Linked DNA regions of Arachis hypogaea: region 1 is linked to region 2. The links are chromatin contacts, called in public Hi-C maps. All regions are on one chromosome and are shown on one strand. The core of a region is the stretch at or near the end of the contact, and the rest is flanking DNA. Distances in the headings are between cores, read along the strand shown. Region 1 holds the start of LOC112800907. Region 2 holds the start of LOC112800904 (homeobox-leucine zipper protein ATHB-13).

What was found. Hi-C and Micro-C count contacts between places; a contact is called where the count stands out from the background.
Region 1: a Hi-C map of leaf shows a contact between it and region 2, with 2.7 times the contacts expected there. The contact joins the promoter of LOC112800907 here to the promoter of LOC112800904 in region 2. A contact is called at or near these places in 2 of 8 Hi-C or Micro-C datasets (both in leaf).

The regions. Positions count from the first base shown.
Region 1 is chr5:16,440,215-16,443,288 of arahy.Tifrunner.gnm2.J5K5, forward strand. LOC112800907 reads right to left here and starts at 1,305. Exons shown (of 6, transcript XM_025843360.3): 1 at 830-1,305; 2 at 1-426. The coding sequence starts at 391.
Region 2 is chr5:16,019,263-16,022,501 of arahy.Tifrunner.gnm2.J5K5, forward strand. It overlaps LOC112800904 (homeobox-leucine zipper protein ATHB-13), which reads left to right and starts at 1,418. Exons shown (of 3, transcript XM_025843355.3): 1 at 1,418-2,665; 2 at 2,904-3,239. The coding sequence starts at 2,539.

The DNA of each region.
Region 1 (3,074 bases), core at 55-2,554, 420 kb after region 2:
TGAGAGGCCCGGAGGCACCGGGCAACAGATTTTGGAGGTCGTCGGGCAGGCAGGAAAGGATGGGGTGATTCACAGGAAGGAGGAGGCAGAGTTTCACCTCAATGTGATCGCTGAGTGCCCGGAAGATCGGTGACTCCCTGTCAACCAAAACCCTTGGAACCGGAACGCTGAGCTTGGAGGGTGCAGCGCCATCAGAGTCAGACCATTCCACGGATAGGACAGAGTGTGGGGAAGTAAATTTGACACTGAGATTGTAGCATTGGAGGGAAGGGTTGAAGGTGGTGTCGGTGGTGAAGAGCAATAGGCGAAGTGTTGGGGTAGGCGATTGTGCTTCCCAGGTGAATCGCCACCTCTGTGTTGTGCTGTGTTCGGTGTCACTGTTACCAACCATGGTTGCAGTTGCAAGCTTGAGATCTTTCCTGTGTTCTGAAGGGTGAAAAAAGATTTGGTAAAAGAGGCTAATATTTCGATAATGAAAGCGTAATTCTCTGTAGTAAAAGGATGAAAGGTTCACAGTTTATGGGACAAAGGATCCTTGCAAGCACTATATGCAACTCACATTTCACTTCACATCAACCACATAAAACCATACTGACTTCTATTTATTTCTTTTCCAAAAGACTTACTTCATTTTAAAAATGTGTGTGGTGTAGCTGACCAAATTATGATGCTTTTAAAAATGTCTTCATCATATGTAATATAATTTATGCAGAGATGTAACATAAAAGATTCTTCACCAAATGCTGGAAATTAAATTGGTAACTAATCCTGTCGCATTAACTGACATTACTATTCAAAGCATTAATAAGAATTAGCTTAGGAAACTAACACGCGACAATGACAGAGAAGGGAGCCAGCGACGGTGACGGAAGCTCGGCTGCGCGGAAACAACCCCCTCCTCCCATTGCTCGTCGCGTTCTCTCTCTCTCTCTCTCTCTCTCTCTCTCTCTCTCTCTCTCTCTCTCTCTCTCTCTCTCTCTCTCTAGCTCGACGGCGGCGGCGGAGGCGATGGCTTCTTCCGCCGTCGCTTTCTCTTTTTCTTCTCTCTTTTACGACGAGCTCAACCTCCTCTGTCCCCTTCTCTGCTTCTCTCAACCGAACTTTCTCTCTCTCTCAGTCACGACTGTGACCTAGCGACAGCACCACCCCTCCCCGCCATCGCCTCCCTCTACCCTTTCTTCTTCTTCTTCTTCTTCTTCTTCTTCTTCACCTGTCCCTTGTGTTCTTCTGGTTCTCGCTGTCTTCTTTCTTTTCGTGCCCCCTTCTCCCTCTCTGTAAGTGTGTTATAATAAAATTAGGGTATTTGGAAAAAGAATAACGTGGATACTACATAAAAATTTTACAATTGTCCTTGCGAAGATATTTTATTTTTACTATTAGATAATCAATTATATGATTTGATTTTGATGTATTATAAAAATATATTTTTTAAAAATATAATTAAATAAATAAAATATATTTTTAACATGAAAATCTTTATAAGTATTGTGATCAACACGAAAGATGTAGATGTGAATGTCCATTAATATCATGGGTGACACAGTTTTTCTTGTAAAAGAATATTTATGTTATTAAGAAAGAATTTATATTTAATAAAAGTTAAAAATATGAACCTATACATGTTTAAATAGGAGGTATGGTATGAAACAATACACACAACAATAAAACAAATATTTTCTTTCTCTCTTCACATTATAATATAAACTATCTCTTATCTTTCTACAGTTTTAAATTATAAGAATTATAATATTAGTAAATATAGAAATTACTTCTATTATAGTAAGATAAGAGTATTGGTGAACGTTAATATTAAAGTCTTATATTTCTTTATTTTTATATTTATTTTCTTCCTTGTTTATTTATTCTACAATATGTTATCAGCACGAAACTCTGATCAAATTTTTAGGAAGACTCAGATAATAAATTTTCATTATGTCGAAGCTCTCATCTTGAATTTAATGCTTTTGATATATCTAGAAATAATTATTTATCTTCGATATTAGATGCTAAAATCTATCTTGATTCAATGGATCTTGGGCCGCGTTTGTTTTTAGAGACAGGACAGAACATGACACTGAAACCTGTAATTCCAAATTTTCTACATCAATACAAATTAATTTAATAAAAAATAAGAGTACATAGGAGTACAGACGGAACTTGAAAAACATATTTGAAGAGGCAAAAAATTTTAATAAAAAAATATATTAACATTTATATTAAAATAAAATTTATAAATATAATTATTTTATTTTAAAATTTATTATTAATATGTAGGAATACATATGGTTAAGATTAACAAAAAAAATAATTTTGAGTTTGATTAATAAAAATTTTGTTTAAGTTAATAAGCCAAATTAATTTTAAATAAAAAAATTAATTTTAAAAAAATCCATTTTTACATGAAAAAATAATTAGTTTTTGCATATAAAAATATATTTTTATTTAAAAAAATTAATTTTTTTTATCTAAAAACTGATTTTTCTTTATAAAAAACTGATTTTTTTTTAAATTATATAAAATCAATTACAATTTATAAATTATTTTTTATCATTTTAAAAGATCAATTTTATTTTTAATAATATTTATCTTTCAAAAGTTTCAAGATTAATTATTTTTGTTATTATTTTTATTACAAATCAAATAATATAATATAAGATTAAAATGGTATTGAAGTAAAACGATAAAAAGAAAAGAATTATCTATTCCCAATAAAAAATTCTACAGAAAGAAGAGAGTACCTGAAACAGAAAGAGATAGAGAAAGAACAGGAAGAAAAAAGTATCTCTGAACAACGCAATAGGAAAAATAAGAAGGGGTAATAGTGGAAAAAAAGGAAAATAAAATTTATAAAATTGTCCGAGTCCACTCTTCCAAATCCCGTGTCCATCATTGTCCTTCGTAAAAGAGTGGACACAAAAATATAAAAAACTGTCTCGGAGACAATATGTCCACTGTCCATGTCTCTGCTTCCAAACACTTTTTAAACAAGTGTTGTCCATGTCTCCGTGTCCTGCCCCCGAAAACAAACGCTACCTTGGAGATACCATTAAGGCTGAAAATAATGCATCCCAAAA
Region 2 (3,239 bases), core at 168-2,667:
AGGGAACTAATTGAGAAAAAGCAGTGGCTATCTAATTCTGTTGGGTTGAAAGTTGAGGAAAGGAGGAGGTAAAGGGAATATTTATGGCATATTTATAAGGTGTATAGAATAGAGGATGAACATGTAGTGTGGCAGAGGCTATTTTGGAAGGAAGCATAAGCATATTACATATGGATATAGTGGCTAATGTGGCATGAAGACAAACAACACCAGCTCTCTGGTGGGGTAATAATAGTATAGAATAGAATAGAATAGAAAATAATAAAATTAAAGAGAAGAGGGGTCATGAGTTTTGATTGTTTTCAGGCTCACAGAAACAATGGAGGTTGAGAGATGATGATGCAAAAAAAAGGGGATAATGGGAAAGAGGTTGATAGTAATAGTAATTGACATGATACATGTTGGTGGTTTAGGTGGCAAACCCTGCCCCTCTTCCATTGGACCCATCCCCTAGATTCCTGCCCTTCTTCTTCTTTTCTCTCTCTTCTCGTAATTTCTTCTATCATTACGGGAATTCATCTTATCGAGTTTTCCTTTAAGAGTATATCACTATATCTAAAGATATTGATTTTAAAAAACAACCATTATAGCTGGACATCAAAATTATTTTCTAAAATTAATTATCAAAATAAAATATTTATTAAAATATGAAGTACACATTAAAAATAAATTAAATTATACATTATATAAATATATATATTTAGATCTTCAAATAAATACTCAAATTGATACTTAAAAAGTTTTTAGATCTTCACAAATTTATTCTTGTAAAGTCTTTTAAAATTAATTTTATCTTACAAATTGATTTCTATGTTATTTCAAAGGAGAATAATTTGTTATAAATAATATATTTTAAAGATTTAATTGTCTTGTAAAAAATTTATTTGTCTAACAATAAGTTAAAAATTTAATTAAAAGTGACTGAAATATTAACTTATTTGAAGAAAATAAGTTACGAAAATTTTTAGAGAATAAAAATTTATTAAAACAAAAATATTCGATTTGAAATTTTTTAGAGACCAATTAAAATGTATATTTCTTAAATTGAAAAGAGAGAGTGAGAGAAATTTACAGTGTAAAAGTATAAAGTAAGAGTTAAAAAGTTAGATTAGTGATGACTCAATTAAATAAAGAAAATATTGAAAACATATATAAAATAAGTATAAAAATTCTAACAAACTTTTATAATTAATATAATTTATTAAAAATTAAAATATTTGTAATTATTTACTTAAATTATAATTGAAAAAATATTTGAGGGAGGGAGCAGTTAACAAAATTCTTTACATTAAATAAACTAATTAAAATATATATTCATTTTTTTAAGTTGATACTCTATGACAAATTGACAATACACATATTTTCCCCTCTTTTCTCTCTCCTTTCCCCAAGAAAAAACACAATTGTTCAAGTTGGACTACAAGTTATAGCCAACTCATTTCTCCCTTTTGTTAAGTAATCTCATGCACCCTTCACAAAAATGAACACAACATAGAAATACAAATATCACCCTCAACATGTTAATTTTTTTCCCTAAAAAGGATCCCCTATTATGCCTAACTTTCTCTTCTCACCAAGAACTTTGCCCCATCAAAAATCACTCTTGCTTACACTTTTTATTAACAAATCATCATCAAGAATCATTACCTCCAAAGTCACCCACTTCACATTATATTATTAAAAATTAAAATAATAATTAAAAAAAAGCCCATAAACATATCTAAAAATCTTTGAATCTTCGTATTTTTTTCCCCCGCTGGCCCTTAACAAAGGAATCAAAAGTGACTTGCTGAAGTTCCAATAATACATCACTCATTATAATTTATAAAGACAACTGTCTTTTGCAAAGAAAATAGAAAGAAGAAAAAAAGCACTCTCTACTTGTCTCCCAAGTGAGAAACTAGTTTATCATTAGGAAAATAATTATAATAATTATTACTAGTCATGAGATTACACATGCAAGCACTTCATTGGAATATTGGACAAGTTGAGGCACAGAAGCAAGCAAAGCTTTTCCTTCTCTTACTTTCTAATCACAATTCCCTTTTTTATTTTTTTTCCATACTCTCCTTTATTCTTTCTAATAACTTTCATCTTATTTTCCAACAAATCCTTGACTAATTGGTTATGCTTTTTATGTACATGAATAATAATTCAGGTGAATTTTATTTATTTCTATATTTATTTTACACTTATTAATATCTCATATATATTAAGGAAAAAAAAAGAGTGATATATATGGAAGTTGATGTGTAGAAACTATAGATTCAAACACTTTCCACCTCCTTCTTCTTCTTCTTCTCTCTCTTTCTCTCTCTCACACACACATACATACATCTATAAGCTATCATCATTCAGCTCCAATTCAAAGAATTTTTGCAGTAAACTTTAGTCCTTTGATTTTCGTTGCTTCTTTAACAATAGCTTGGTTCAAAATTGAGCATATATATGCAATCTTGTTCTTATTCTTCGTCTTATATATAATATTCATCCAAAGTGGCGATTGCAACATCAACATCATCATCATTCAAAGGAGATATGGCTTTCTTACCAGCAAATTTCATGCTACAAACCCCTCACCACCATGATGATCACCACCACCAACAACATCATCCACCTTCCCTCAATTCAATCCTACCAACATGCTCACCCCATGATTATCATGGTATAATAAGAATTCATATATATTCCAATGTTTTGAATTGCAGTTGCAGTTGCTGCTCCAATGAAAATCAGTATCTATATATTTGTGCATAAATATATATATTATTTAATTTATTTTCAGTATATATTTACAACTGATTTTTGGTTTACACATAGCAAAGTTGATTTAAAACCGCTGTTGCCTAAACAATATATCACTAAGACTGAAAAGTGTTGTTGTTTGGAATAATGATATGCAGGAGGGGGAGCAGCAACATTTCTAGGGAAAAGATCCATGTCATTCTCGGGGATTGATCTTGGAGGAGTAGAAGAAGGTAACAACAATGGGGATGAAGAATTATCAGATGATGGATCACAGATAGGGGAGAAGAAGAGGAGGCTGAACATGGAGCAAGTGAAGGCACTTGAGAAGAGCTTTGAGTTAGGGAACAAGCTTGAACCTGAGAGAAAAATGCAGCTTGCAAGGTCCCTTGGCTTGCAACCAAGGCAAATTGCAATCTGGTTTCAGAATCGAAGAGCAAGGTGGAAGACTAAGCAGTTAGAGAGAGACTACGATCAACTCAAGCGTCAATTCG